2 separate regions of the Pan troglodytes genome follow, and region 1 is linked to region 2. A link is a contact called in public HiChIP or PLAC-seq data. All regions are on one chromosome and are shown on one strand. The core of a region is the stretch at or near the end of the contact, and the rest is flanking DNA. Distances in the headings are between cores, read along the strand shown. Region 1 holds the start of CYC1 (cytochrome c1). Region 2 holds the start of SCRIB (scribble planar cell polarity protein).

Region 1 (6,837 bases), core at 3,005-5,504, 270 kb before region 2:
GTGGGAGGTGGGGTGTGGGAGGTGGGGTGCAGCCCCACAGTCCTGAGCTCCACCCCCTCAGCCACAGGACCTAGCCCTCAGCACCCCCAGAAGATGGACGGGGAACTTGGACGCTTGTTTCCCCCATCATTGGGGCTACCCCCAGGCCCCCAGCCAGCTGCCTCCAGCCTGCCCAGTCCGCTCCAGGTGGGCACGGGACTGGGCAGGGAGGGCCAGGACAGCCATGGGCATTGGAAAGAGCAGGGAAGCAACAACTGTCTCTCTTCCCCCAGCCCAGCTGGTCCTGTCCTTCCTGCACCTTCATCAATGCCCCAGACCGCCCTGGCTGTGAGATGTGTAGCACCCAGAGGCCCTGCACTTGGGACCCCCTTGCTGCAGCTTCCACCTAGCAGCCACCAGAGGTACCAGAGGTGGCACAGGCAGGGGAGGTGGGGGGCAGGGCAGAATCCACAGGAATGACCCAGCTCCTCCCCCACAGGTTACAAGGGGAGAGTGGCCCTTCCCTCACAGGTCCAACATCTCCAGGCCCCCACTGAACTCCGGGGACCTCTACTGACTGCTTGCTGGGACAGTCAGCAGGGTTTGGGGGAAGGGCCACAAAATGAAACCATTAAAGACACTTAAGAGCCAGCAAGCGTCCCTTTCATGGTGTCTCTGCAGACCTGCCCCATCCTAGCCAGTGATACAGGGAGGCAGGCCCTCATCAGCAGGCAGGGCTCCCCAGCCAGACGCCGGCGTTACTGAAGAGTGGACCCGGACCCTGAGCCTCAGTGGTCAGGAAAGCATGGCATGGGGATCTCTTCCCAGACCCCAGAGGCCTACAGAGCCCCCCACCCAGCTGCTCACCACTGGGCTGAGGCTGCTGGGGTGTGCCACATACTGAGCTGCAGCCCCCACCACTGACCTTGTCTCCTACTGTCCACCCTGGTCCCCCAGGCCTGCACCTCTCTTGCCTGCAGGCCTATTGGTACCACCTTTCTCCCATTCAGCTCTTGCCTTCCTTGGACTATGGCCACCACTCCCCTCAGCTCTTGCAGCTAGGACACCAGCAATGAAAATGGGTGTTTTCCTTCCCTTCCTAGGGACGAGGGAAGCTCAGGAGCTGAGTCCTGCACCAGGTCACTGGGCCGGTGCTGGGTCATATCTCTGTGACCCTCCTAGATAGCATCCACTGTCTCCCTCCCTCAGCAGCATGCTCCTGTGGGAACCCAGCTGCTGCCAGCTTCTGGCCAGGACCCACCACCTAGCTACCCTGTGGACTGCTGGGAGGGGCCACTCCATGACACACATCCTGTCTGTCTACTTGACTCCTTCACCTGGCTGGGAGCCATCCCCTTCCTCTCAGCCCAGCCCAGCAATAGCCCCTGCCCTAGACCAGGCCTTTCCCCTGTTAAAATGCAGCCGAGGTTCCCTGCTGCCATCAGAATGGGGGCCAAGTGGTTCAACACCTTAACACTTGGCTGTTCATTCCAACAGGTCCCTGGGCCACATCCTGCCTGGCTAGGCCCTTTTCAGCTCTGTGCTCAGACACACCCCACCCCACCAAATGCTGACTTCCTCTAACATGCAGTTCTCCGCTTTCTGTCCCACACCCACTGTCTGGACTCCCAGCTACCAGTCAGTGCAGGGCATTGCTGGCCACACTGCATGGGACATCCTGGGAGCCTTGTGAAGGCAAGGGTCTTGGTATCAGAATTCCTTGCAAACCTGCACTCCTTCCATATAATAACTCAAATATGTACATTGAGAAAATTAATTTATTCCCATGATGGGGGCTGAAGGAGGGCCCAGAGCTAGAGCCTGGTCTCCTGCCCCCTTGCCTCTTCTTCCAGATGAAGAGAGGCTTAGCTGAGGCCTGAACAGGCCTGGGATGGCTCTTGGGCTTGAGGGCCTGTTCTGGCAGGATGGCAAGCAGACACTGGACAGGGTCACTTGGGCGGCCGATATGCCAGCTTCCGACTCTTCAGGACTGACCACTTGTGCCTCTTTATGGTGTAGACCAGGGGCACCAGCAGAGCCATCATCATCAACATCTGCAGACAAGGAAGGCTCAGAGAAGGGAGTGGGGAGGAGCCCTGCCCAGCTCCCAGCCCTTCTCTGATACCCACCATGGCCTCCCAACCCTTTTACCTTGAGCCCCATGCGTTTTCGATGGTCGTGCTCTGGCTCAGATGCCCAGCGCAGGAAGGTGCACACATCCTTGGCTATCTGGGACATGGTAGCTGGGGTGCCTGGCCAACGACAAGCAGTGAGGGCTATTCTCAGGCTCATGTCCAACCTGGGATCATGCCCCCCCTCTGTGAAGCAGACACTGCCCCTACCCAAGGCATCAAAGGGGCAGTACCCTCCACCGGACATACGCAAGACTGAAGGAGCCCAAAAGCCTCCTGAGACATGCACAGAAGATGCCCCAGACAAGAAGTGGGCAGGACCTCTTGGACCCAGGAACACAGAGAAAGCATCCCTGGGGGCAGTGGAGAAGTATTCCACATGCCCACTGCCAGGCTGGAGGCCTCTTACCATCGTCAAACTCTAAGACATCTGTGTAGATAGGAGGGGCCATGGCAATGGCCTGGCCAGGAAAGTAGGGGTTGAAGTAGAGACCTTCCCGCAGTGACACCCCGGTGGGTGGCTCGCAGTAGCCCGTGAGCAGGGAGAAGACGTAGTCCTCACCACCATGCCTAGGACCAGATCCATGGCTCCTTAGTTCCAAGCACAAGTCAGCCCTTCCCCCATCTCTCCAGCACCACCCCATGGGCAGCCCGTGTACCTAGCTCGCACGATGTAGCTGAGGTCAGGGGGCAATGCTCCGTTGTTGGCCGCTCGAGCAGCCTCACTGTTGGGGTATGGTTTTGGGAAATAGTCGAATAGCTTCCCTGGCCGCATGAACATCTCCCCATCTTCATTGGGGCCGTCTTGAACCTCCACCTGCCACCGAGAGCCTCATCACAACCCTGCCATCTCAACAGTGGGAGCCCTGAGCCCTGGGTCCCAGGCATCCCCAGACCCCACACCTCCGCAGCCAGCTCCTTAGCTTCATCCTCCGTGTAGCACACGCCCACCAGGTGGCGGTAGGCCACGAAGTCCATGCTGTGGCAGGAGGCGCACACCTGCTTATATACCTGGAAACCCCTCCGGATGCTGGAGAGAGGGAAAGGGTTAGGAAAGCTGAAGATTCCACCTTACCAGCTCCACCCAGAACCTCCCGCTGCCAGCCAGCCAGCCAGCTGCACACCTGGTGTGGTCCAAGGAAGAGAGGAGGCCACGGTGAGACCACGGATAGCTGGGGGGGTGCAGCTCCAGGTCACTGGCACTCACAGCCGAATGCAGAGCCACGGCCAGCCCCGCACCCCCTGCCGCCAGCATGCCCAGCGCTGACAGCATCACTTTCCGGCCTCGGGAAAGGCCAGACTTCGACGACAAGGCCACTGCCTGCAAGATCTCCGCTCAGCGCCTGCCAGGACACCACCCAGCCCTACCTGGGGATCTGACTCTCAGCGCCCACCTCTCCACCCAGCAATGGCCTCCTTCTGCAGGGCACCAGACGCACACCCTGTCCCACTACCCACCCCATCCCTCTCCGCCGCTGACCCCTAGACCGTGATTCGCTCTCAGGAGAGGGTGTTCCTGGATCCTGAGCCGGGGATCAGACCGAAGTGACCAAGGGTGCTGGGACAGGCCAAGGTCACAAGCAGCTGGCCGAGATCAGGCTGGGGTCACTTCAGGACGCGGGCCCAGTTTGGACAGCCAGCCGCAAGAGCCGTCCTGGGCGCGCCATTCGGGAAAGCCCCAGCCCCGCCACGGCAGCTAGCCCGTCCCGCCAACCCCCACGCTGGGGACGGGCTCTCTGCCGTTCGGAGAGGTGGGCGCCCAGCCCTGATCCCACACGCTCAAGGTCGGCAGGCAGCTGGGACCGGGGACGCTGGGTGGCCGGTACCGCTTCCGCGCTGCCCAGGCCCGCGCCCGCAGCCTCCCCGCCGTGACCTTCACGGAGATGCGGGGCCGCGCGGAGGCCGGGGCCCGGCCCAGCGCTCACCTGAGGTGTCCGTAGCGGGAGCTGCCCGGGCCGCGCGCTGCACAGCAGACCCCGGGCACGCGCGCCCGGGAGCCCCGCACCCCGCGGGCCCAACACTACCCCGCGAAGCGAAGCCGCAGCTGCCGCCATCTTGGCCTCCTCCGCGCGGCCGCCACTCCCGTCGGCCCCTGGGGCGCCACGAGAGTCAAAACCTCGCGAAAGCCGGGGAGCGCGGGGCGGGGCCGGGCTTGGGGGCGGGGCCTGTCGGGTGGGCGGGGACGAAGCGCGCTGGCCCGGGTCGCGTCAGTCAGGGGCCGGGGCACCGCCTGCCTCCCCACACTCTTTGGGTTGTCGTGGAAACTGGCGGTGGGGCGGGGCCCCGTCGCGTCTCTCTGTTGCCGTGACAGCGCCACGCTCCGCCCGGCGTTTCCCACGCCGCCTCCGAGACCCCGACGCTCCTTTTCTCCACCTTCCCAGGCTGCGCGATGGCCGGGTGGAGGGTGCCCCTGCAGGTTGAGGACCTCCAGAGAAAGGGCGGCTTGGAGGGCAGCCCGGCAGAGGGCGCGGGCAGGGGTCTCGGCCGCAGGCAGCGCGTGACAGCGGGAGGCTGGGCCCCCAGGCTGAGCACCCTGTTCTCCTTCATTCCCTTGACTCATGGCCCGACGCGTGATGCGCGCCTTGGGTCCTAGCGCTTTGGGAAGCTGAGGCGGGAGGATCGCTTGAGCCCCGGAGGTGGAGACTGCAGTGAGCCGAGATCGCCACTGCACTCCAGCCTGGGCGATATCGAGCGAGACCTCGTCTCAAAAAAGTAAGTAAATATGATCTTGTTATGTGAGAATATTTTTATTGTAAAATATTTAAAAAGTAAGCAAAGGCCGGGCGCTGTGGCTCACGCTGTAATCCCAGCACTTTGGGAGGGTGGGGCGGGCAGATCACGAGGTCAAAAGATGGAGACCATCCTGGTCAACATGGTGAAACCTTGTCTCTACTGAAAATACAAAAATTAGCCAGGCGTGGTGGCGCGCGCCTGTAGTCCCAGCTACTCTGGGAGGCTGAGGCAGGAGAATCGCTTGAACCCGGGAGGCGGAGGTTGCAGTGAGTAGAGATCGTGCCACTGCACTCCAGCCTGGATGACAGACGGAAGACTCCCTCTCAAGAAAAAAAAAAAGCAAATAAAATTTAAAAACTAGGCTGGGTGTGGTGGCTCACGCCTGTAATCCCAGCACTTTGGGAGGCCGCAGGTCACTTGAGGTCGTGAGTTTGAGACCAGCCTGACCAACATGGAGAAACCCTGTGTTATATGTAAAATGTTTATTTAGAAACAGAATGCTTGTTCCCTGGTACCATAAGGAAAGATCAGCATTCAGACAAAAAGTTCTCTCAGCAAGGCAATTTTACTTTCTGCAGAAAGGGTGCACCTCACGGATGGAAAAATGGTGAGAGCACACCTGAATAAAGGAGAGAAGCTATTTTTATCCCTTACACAGCTTGTCCCTGCTACTGTGTCCTGTCTCCATTGGCTAGAGCCAGATGGCACAATCTAAACTAAAACTCGACTGGCTAATAATTTAAAACTTTTCTAAATAGATAAAGGCAAGGGAGAACAGAGGAAAAGAGTAAGTTGCTTATGCCAAATAGGGAAGGGGCACAGGCTGTGAGCTGGAATGTGCCTGTGAGCACGTCCAGCACAAATATTTTGGTTAAGGTACAAGGACATAGAATGTACTACCTGCCTGTGAGCATGTTTAACAGCTACATAGGATAGAGCCTAAAGAATTATTAGCAAAACCAAACACCACATGTTCTCACTCATAGGTGGGAATTGAACAATGAGAACACTTGGACATGGGAAGGGGAACATCACACACCGGGGCCTGTTGTGGGGTGGGGGAGAGGGGAGGGATAGCATTAGGAGATATACCTAATGTAAATGACGAGTTAATGGGTGCAGCACACCATGGCACATGTATACATCTGTAACAAACCTGCACATTGTGCACATGTACCCTAGAACTTAAAGTATAATAAAAAAAGAAAAGAAAAGAATTATTAGCACAAAACAAGGAGGCTTGAAGGAAGTTAGTCTGTAAAAGAAACTATTATTTCTAACACTTACGATTTATTCTTTAACAAGAAGGGAAACTTTGAAGAGGAAACTTTTTACTTTCTACACACCATCTCTACTAAAAATACAAAATTAGCCAGGTGTGGTGGTGCATGCTTGTAATCCCAGCTACTCCAGAGGCTGAGGCAGGAGAAGCGCTTGAACCCAGGAGGCAGAGTTTGCGGTGAGCAGAGATCACGCCACTGCACTCCAGCCTGGCAACAAGAACGAAACTCTATCTCAAGAAAAAATAAAATAAAAAATAAAATAAAAATCCAAAATTAGTTGTCAGTGAAAATGGAGAAAGACCCCTAAAAAATGTGCCCACCCCTCACCCAATAAGAGCAAGAAAAACATAGCAAAAATGATCAGAATCAACTTTTACAGAGCTATGGAAATTAATCAAAGGCTGTCGTCATCCCAGGGGGTGTTATTCAATTAAACAGGTGACTATCAGTAAGAACAGTGGCCTTTGTGGGTTGTAGCTTTCCCTGGTTCAACCCTGCTCTCCAGCTCAGTGGTAATCTTGGAAATAAGAACCTACATTCCTAGTTACTGTGGGAGCAAGATGCCCTCATTCACACAGAACCTCCGTTATTGAACGTGTCTGATGGCTGCCTAGAAGACTCCTACCACATTGGCTCAGGGCTTGCCCAGTGCCAGCTGCCTGAGGTGATGGATAACAGTTGCCACAAACAATAGACTAAACAAAAAGCTA
Region 2 (7,498 bases), core at 1,488-3,987:
GGCCATCATGTGCCGCGTCTACGTGGGCTCTATCTACTATGAGCTGGGGGAGGACACCATCCGCCAGGCCTTTGCCCCCTTTGGCCCCATCAAGAGCATCGACATGTCCTGGGACTCCGTCACCATGAAGCACAAGGTCAGCAGGCTTGGTCTGCCCCGGCCACTTGGGGCTTGCCCCCCCCCCGGGCTCGCGCAGCCTGACAGGTGTGTCCCTGTGTCTAGGGCTTTGCCTTCGTGGAGTATGAGGTCCCCGAAGCTGCACAGCTGGCCTTGGAGCAGATGAACTCGGTGATGCTGGGGGGCAGGAACATCAAGGTGAGGCAGGGAGCCAAGGCCTCGATCCCGCAGGCGTGCAGGGCTGCCCCTCCACGGAAGCCTTTTGTGGCCGGGCCTGGGTTGACCGGTCTTTCCATCTCACCGCCTCTTCCCCAGGTGGGCAGACCCAGCAACATAGGGCAGGCCCAGCCCATCATAGACCAGTTGGCTGAGGAGGCACGGGCCTTCAACCGCATCTACGTGGCCTCTGTGCACCAGGACCTCTCAGACGATGACATCAAGAGCGTGTTTGAGGCCTTTGGCAAGATCAAGTCCTGCACACTGGCCCGGGACCCCACAACTGGCAAGCACAAGGGCTACGGCTTCATTGGTGAGCTGGGGTGGCTGAGGCGGGATGGGGGCCACCTGAGGCTGGGGCTGGCCCTGCTCACTGCTGCTCCTGCCCACAGAGTACGAGAAGGCCCAGTCGTCCCAAGATGCTGTGTCTTCCATGAACCTCTTTGACCTGGGTGGCCAGTACTTGCGGGTGGGCAAGGCTGTCACACCGCCCATGCCCCTACTCACACCAGCCACGCCTGGAGGCCTCCCACCTGCCGCTGCTGTGGCAGCTGCTGCAGCCACTGCCAAGATCACAGCTCAGGTGAGGGCCCACACAGCTGTGTCGGCTCGAGGGTGGGCGGGCTGGCCCCTGATTCCTTGGAGACTGATTCAAGGTGGTCTTGAGTAGCCAGACCAGGGACTGAGCACAGTGACCTTTTGGGTTGCAGGAAGCAGTGGCCGGAGCAGCGGTGCTGGGTACCCTGGGCACACCTGGACTGGTGTCCCCAGCATTGACCCTGGCCCAGCCCCTGGGCACTTTGCCCCAGGCTGTCATGGCTGCCCAGGCACCTGGAGTCATCACAGGTGAGTCTTAAGTGGTACCAGATCCTCTCCTCTCCTGTCCTGGCATCTCTAGGCTCGCTGCCCTCAGCTGCCTGGCCCTGGTGGTCTGGGCACAACCCTCTGAGCCCAGGGCAGGCCAGCTCTGTGCCTTTCTGGGAAGGGGGGTGGTAGGGAGTGACTGATGGACCTGGTTGGTTTTCCTGCAGGTGTGACCCCAGCCCGTCCTCCTATCCCGGTCACCATCCCCTCGGTGGGAGTGGTGAACCCCATCCTGGCCAGCCCTCCAACGCTGGGTCTCCTGGAGCCCAAGAAGGAGAAGGAAGAAGAGGAGCTGTTTCCCGAGTCAGAGCGGCCAGAGATGCTGAGCGAGCAGGAGCACATGAGCATCTCGGGCAGTAGCGCCCGCCACATGGTGATGCAGAAGCTGCTCCGCAAGCAGGAGGTAGGCAGAGGGGCAGGGTGGTGGCGGGGGGGAGGGTAGGGGGGCGGGGCCGCAGTGCTCAGCTGTCTTCCCCTCGGCCCTGCCCCCACAGTCTACAGTGATGGTTCTGCGCAACATGGTGGACCCCAAGGACATCGATGATGACCTGGAAGGGGAGGTGACAGAGGAGTGTGGCAAGTTCGGGGCCGTGAACCGCGTCATCATCTACCAAGAGAAACAAGGCGAGGAGGAGGATGCGGAAATCATTGTCAAGATCTTTGTGGAGTTTTCCATAGCCTCCGAGACTCATAAGGCCATCCAGGCCCTCAATGGCCGCTGGTTTGCTGGCCGCAAGGTGGTGGCTGAAGTGTACGACCAGGAGCGTTTTGATAACAGTGACCTCTCTGCGTGACAGTGGTCCCTCTCCCCGGACTTGCACTTGTTCCTTGTTTCCTCTGGGTTTTATAGTGATACAGTGGTGTCCCCGGGGCCAGGCGCGCTCTGCCCAGCCCAGCCTACGGTGCGGATAAAGGTGCGGATGCTGCTGGCCCTGAACGTCCATGTGTCTGCCGTCGGTCCTGTCACCGATCCTGGGCGTGTGTCCTTAGGGGGTCTAGGGCGAGGAGGCAGGGTTGGGGGGGTCTCTGGACCTGCTTCCTGTTGGCAGGAGGGGCCCGCCGTGGGCGAGACCTGGGCAGGGGGTTGGCGCCCGGGGCCCCGTCCCGCGGGTGGCGGCGGCTGGGTGGGCGGGGCTGCCTGGGGCGCCAGGCTCTCGGGCGCGGGCTCGCAGCCGTCCCCGCAGGGTGGTGCTGAGAGAAGGCTGGGCGCCGGGACACCGCGACCCGCTGGAGAGCGCGCGCTGCCAGTGCTTTTGTGCCGCAGAGCCGGCCGTCCAAGGCGGGCGGGCGGGCATAGTCGCTTCCCGGGAGGAGGCTGTGCGTTAAGATTCGTGGCCAAATGCCGCGGGGCCAGGGGCCGGGCTGAAGACCGGAGGGCGGAGGGCGCCGCCTGTCGTGGATTGCAGCTCCCAATATCCCGCGCGCGGGGCGGGCCCGGCTTCCCGGCACGCTTTGCGCGGTGCCGCTACGGGTCCTCAGAGGCGGCGGCGCGCGGGGCCTTCTGGGGGCCGCAGTCCGGGCGTGTTAGGCGGCGAGGGCCGGACTCGGCTTCCCGACGGGCTGCGCGGCGGCCGGGTGGGTGTCGGCGGGGCAGTCCGGCGGGCAGCGGCGGTTCCGGTGCGGCACAGCGGGCGGACGAGCGGGCGGGACGAGCTGAGCAGGACCAAGCGGGATGCGGAGCCGCCGCCGCCGCCGCTCCCCGCGCTTCCTAAGAGTCTGAGACCCGCCGGGCCGCGCCCCCTGCCCAGGCCCGCAGTCCGAGCGTTCCGCGCGTTCCGAGCGCGGGCCGGGCCCAGCGCCGGCCGCGGCCGCGTCCCCGTCCAGTCTCGGGCGGCCCGCCCCCTGCCTGCGCCCCCTCCCCATGCGCGGCGCCCATGCGGACTGAGCCCCGCCCCCCGGCCCCGAGCCCGCCGAGCGCCGCCGCCGGAGCCCGCGCCGCCCACCCGCACCATGCTCAAGTGCATCCCGCTGTGGCGCTGCAACCGGCACGTGGAGTCGGTGGACAAGCGGCACTGTTCGCTGCAGGCCGTGCCGGAGGAGATCTACCGCTACAGCCGCAGCCTGGAGGAGCTGCTGCTCGACGCCAACCAGCTGCGCGAGCTGCCCAAGGTGAGCGGCCGCCCGCACCTGCAGCCCAAAGGCGCGCCCCCAGCCCTTGATTCCTCCGGCGGCAGAATCTGCCCGGGCGAGCCACCGCAGCCTCCAGCCGGCCCTTCTGGTTTGCACTGGCCAGGTCCCCACCCCAGCCAGCCCCACCCTTCTCTCCCAGCCGCCCTGGCTGGCGCAGGTGGCAGCGGTCATCAGGTGCTTGCCTGGGGATAGCGATTGTCACCGAGCCTGGAGGCGGAGCCTCAGAGTGAAACCCGTGGGGATTCAGGGAGGTGGATGGGGTTAGGGTGGAACTTGGATTCAGGTGGCTGATGAGTACTAGCTTCTTGGGCCGCTCTGGAGGTGGGGTCCCGACCTCCTCTCCTTTTTTGCTGGGTGCAGGGGTGAGTGGGGGAGCCCTTTGGATGTACTCTTTGCTCTCGGATCTGTTCGCTGTCCCCCTTTCTTTGCCCTTGCTTCTCGTGGTCAGGTGCTCTCCTAAGGCTGCTACAAGAAAGGAGGCTGGAGAAAGCAGATTAAAAAGTATCTCTTTTCTGGAGATGCGGTGCTGGGTGATTAGTACCTAGGGGTTGGGTGTCCCAAAGAATGTGACCCTGTTCTGGCCGTGGCAGTGACAGCTCGGTCCTCTGTGGCCACCTGCAGGCCTCGCGCATAGCACTGTGCCTGTGGTACTGTGTTATTGTGGGGAGCGTTTACTGAGTTCTTGCTGCAGAACCAGGCCAGGCTTGTTGTCGGGATGCAGTAGCAGAGGCCAGTGTGGGCCCCTGGAGGGTGGCAGAAGTGGTTCAGGGGCTGGGTGGGCCCTGAGGTAAGACACAGAGCAGAGAATTGGGGCTTTGTCTGGTCGCCAGCAGGTGTCTTCTCAGAGTGGAGGCTGGTGTGAAGAGTAGAGGGAGGCAGCCACAGTGGGCGTGTGCACCGTGTGTTTCTTTCCTTTTTTTGCCACAAATGGGGTGTCGTGGTTAGACCCCAGGACCCGGTGTGACCTGGAGCAGACAGAGGCCTAGGGACCCTTGACTTGTGACACTCACGTGTCCAGGAGCTCTTCTCTGCTCTGGAGTGGTCTCTGCCACAGAGTCCGTGTCCTCCCTGCCCACAGCCTTTTTTCCGGCTGCTGAACTTGCGCAAGCTGGGCCTGAGCGACAACGAGATCCAGCGGTTGCCTCCCGAGGTGGCCAACTTCATGCAGCTGGTGGAGCTGGACGTGTCCCGGAACGGTGGGGAGCCTGGGCAGGGGCTGGGTGGGGTCTGGGGAGTGTCCGCTGGGGCTGCAGACGTCCTGCAGGCCATGGCATCTGTCCTCTGTGACCCTCTGTGACAGATATCCCTGAGATCCCGGAGAGCATCAAGTTCTGCAAGGCTCTGGAGATCGCGGACTTCAGTGGGAACCCCCTCTCCAGGTGGGTGGCAGCCTGTGGTGGGGTCGGTAGGGGCTATGGGTCCCACAGCCCTGGACTGGTCATCCGAGGGCCTCTGCTTCCTCCCATCCAGGCTCCCTGATGGCTTCACTCAGCTGCGCAGCCTGGCTCACCTGGCCCTGAATGATGTGTCTCTGCAGGCACTGCCCGGGGACGTGGGCAAGTGAGTGCCTTCTCAGGTGGAGCTAGGGTGGGGTGGGGGACTTGGATTGGCCCTGCCCCTGCCGCCACTGCTTTCCTTCCTCTTGCCCCAGCGCCTGGTCTCTCTTTCAGCCTCGCCAACCTGGTGACCCTGGAGCTCCGGGAGAACCTGCTCAAGTCCCTGCCAGCGTGAGTGTGACAGGCATTCTCCTAACAGCCAGGGGAGGGCCACAGCCCAGGGACCAGGGCTGCGTGGCCACACCTCCACCCTGCTTCCTCTGCAGGTCCCTGTCATTTCTGGTCAAGCTGGAACAGCTGGATCTGGGAGGCAACGATCTGGAAGTGCTGGTGCGTGGAGGCCTGACAGGGCAGAGACCGGAGGGCGGGCCACGGAAGCAAGGGCAAAGAAGGGGACAGCGAGCAGATCCGACAGCAAGGGGCACCTCGGGAGGGCAGGCGGGTGGGAGCTGGGTGTGGGGGCGTATAGTCTCTTGAGCACGGTGCAGCAGGAGGCTTTGTCTCATAGTCACTATTCTCTCTGTTCCTTCTTGCAGCCAGACACTCTGGGGGCTCTGCCCAATCTTCGGGAGCTGTGGCTTGACCGGAACCAGCTGTCAGCACTGCCCCCGGTGAGTCAGGGTGGGGCTGGCCCCCTGCTTCGTGCCCATCCGCGCTCTGACTCTCTGCCCGCCTGCAGGAGCTCGGGAACCTGCGGCGCCTGGTGTGCCTGGACGTGTCGGAAAACCGGCTGGAGGAGCTGCCTGCTGAGCTCGGCGGGCTGGTGCTGCTCACTGACCTGCTGCTGTCCCAGAACCTGCTGCGGAGGCTGCCCGATGGCATCGGTTAGTGTGCCTGGGGGTGCCTGGGTGGGGCACACAGAGCCTGGCCCTGGGAGGAGCGTGGGGCGTCGGGGCTGTGTGTGGTGTGGAACACGGGAGGATCCTGAGTGTGCCCAGGCTCTGGGAGCTGTCCCTGGGGAGGGGAGGTGGGACCCTGGGGCAGCCCAGAAGGCTGAGGAGGCAGTTGGTGGTGCTGGAGGGGGCGGTGGAGTCTGTGAGGGCGGAAGGGTGGCAGTGCCACTGGGGCCTGGTGTTTTCTCGAAGGAGGTTGGGTCAGGCTTGTGGGGGCAAGGTAGGTAGGGTCCTCCCGAAGTACGGCGGCGGCAAGAGGGGCTGGGGGCCTTGCTATCTGCCTTGAGGGCGCTTCTGGCCAGGTGGGTAAGGCATGTCTGGGGACCATGCTCAGCCTTGTCCCCCTGTTTCCCCGACGCCAGGTCAGCTGAAGCAGCTATCCATCCTAAAGGTAGACCAGAATCGGCTGTGCGAGGTGACTGAGGCCATCGGGGACTGTGAGAACCTCTCTGAGCTGATCCTCACGGAGAACCTGCTGATGGTAGGGTCTGGCTCGGGAGGCAGAAAGGATGGGGCCGTCGGGGGTGCAGAACAAGGACAGGGCATCAGCCTGTGTGTGCTGCTGGGGGGTGCTGGTGGCAGCCTGACGTGGAGCCACTCAGGAAGGGCTCTTCTCTTGTCAGAGGGGGAGCATGCTGGCCGGAGGTGAGGCGGGGCAGTGAGGCCAGGGCAGGGGCCTTTGCCGTTTACCGTGAAGAATCTAGGTCTCGTGTTTATCGGTGTATGTTGTAACACTGGGGAGTGGTTACAGAAGAGGCAGGAATGGGAACTTACTTGTCTGTAGGGAAGACAGATGGAGAGCAGGCTGCTCCCCAGGGGCGTCTGCCTGCCCCTCACAAAGCAGGGCAAGCTGAGGCCCCAGGCCACGGTTCGGGACGGTGGTGTTGCTATCCCCATACCCAGGCTGGGAAACAGGAGCTAGCCGTGGGGAGGGTGTTCATGGGAGTTTCCATGGGGGTTCCTCACTGGGGAGATGGAGAAAGGGACTCTGGGGTTCAGGGCCCTGGGAAGGGGCTGGCCCTGAGCAGGCAGGCTGGAACTGGGGGCCTGGGGAGCCCTAGGGATGACAGGGCAGACCAGTGGGGCACCAGACAGGCTCACAGGGCGCAGCCTCGCAGGTCAGTCCAGGGCACCCATGGGAGAGGGTCAGGGATGACCTGGTGGGGTGTTTTGGTGGTGGGGACTGAAGGCTGAGGGCAGTGGGCAGAGCTTGGGGAGCAGAGGGCACGAAGTGGGGTGGAGACAGCTTCTGTGGTCAGGTCCTTGTCCCGGTCTCCCGGGGCTGTGAGGGACCCTGGCTGGAGCTGGCCTGGGGTGTCTGTGCCCTCCTGCCAGGGGCTGTCATCTCCTTCCCACCCCCAGCAAGCCCCTAGCGTCCTCTGACCTCCTCTTCTTGGCCAGGCCCTGCCCCGCTCCCTGGGAAAGCTGACTAAGCTGACCAACCTCAACGTGGACCGGAACCACCTCGAGGCACTGCCGCCCGAGATCGGGGGCTGTGTGGCACTCAGCGTCCTCTCCTTGAGGGACAACCGCCTGGCCGTTCTGCCACCAGAGCTGGCCCACACGGCAGAGCTGCACGTGCTGGACGTGGCGGGGAACCGGTGAGTGCCAGCCTTGCCCCGCGGGCCTAACCGTGGCCCCGACGCCTGCTGACTGTGCCCGCCCGGCCCGCAGCCTGCAGAGTCTGCCGTTCGCGCTCACCCACCTCAATCTCAAGGCCCT

What was found. HiChIP or PLAC-seq counts read pairs in DNA pulled down with a chosen protein or histone mark.
Region 1: a contact with region 2 is called in an H3K4me3 HiChIP or PLAC-seq map of stem cell-derived excitatory neurons, with 2.2 times the contacts expected there. The contact joins the promoter of CYC1 here to the promoter of SCRIB in region 2. A contact is called at or near these places in 1 of 7 Hi-C or Micro-C datasets (stem cell-derived neural progenitor cells) and 1 of 1 datasets of contacts at active chromatin or transcription factors (stem cell-derived excitatory neurons).

Annotation. Positions count from the first base shown.
Region 1 is chr7:154,452,195-154,459,031 of NHGRI_mPanTro3-v2.0_pri, reverse strand. CYC1 (cytochrome c1) reads right to left here and starts at 4,254. Exons shown (of 7, transcript XM_528263.8): 1 at 4,037-4,254; 2 at 3,236-3,432; 3 at 3,015-3,141; 4 at 2,771-2,928; 5 at 2,521-2,681; 6 at 2,131-2,231; 7 at 1,740-2,033. The coding sequence starts at 4,165. The coding sequence ends at 1,929. SHARPIN (SHANK associated RH domain interactor) reads left to right here. Exons shown (of 9, transcript NM_001280415.1): 7 at 62-186; 8 at 273-401; 9 at 479-630. The coding sequence ends at 389. LOC134810695 (a long non-coding RNA gene) reads right to left here. Exons shown (of 3, transcript XR_010159343.1): 3 at 6,115-6,354.
Region 2 is chr7:154,177,646-154,185,143 of NHGRI_mPanTro3-v2.0_pri, reverse strand. It overlaps SCRIB (scribble planar cell polarity protein), which reads left to right and starts at 2,737. Exons shown (of 36, transcript XM_054657567.1): 1 at 2,737-3,306; 2 at 4,406-4,523; 3 at 4,628-4,706; 4 at 4,798-4,887; 5 at 4,998-5,054; 6 at 5,150-5,213; 7 at 5,420-5,494; 8 at 5,563-5,707; 9 at 6,139-6,257; 10 at 7,178-7,377; 11 at 7,451-7,498. The coding sequence starts at 3,148. PUF60 (poly(U) binding splicing factor 60) reads left to right here. Exons shown (of 9, transcript XM_054657572.2): 3 at 1-136; 4 at 223-315; 5 at 433-646; 6 at 726-916; 7 at 1,044-1,179; 8 at 1,365-1,600; 9 at 1,692-2,134. The coding sequence ends at 1,991. It overlaps MIR937 (microRNA mir-937), which reads left to right and starts at 5,482; the gene lies at 5,482-5,566.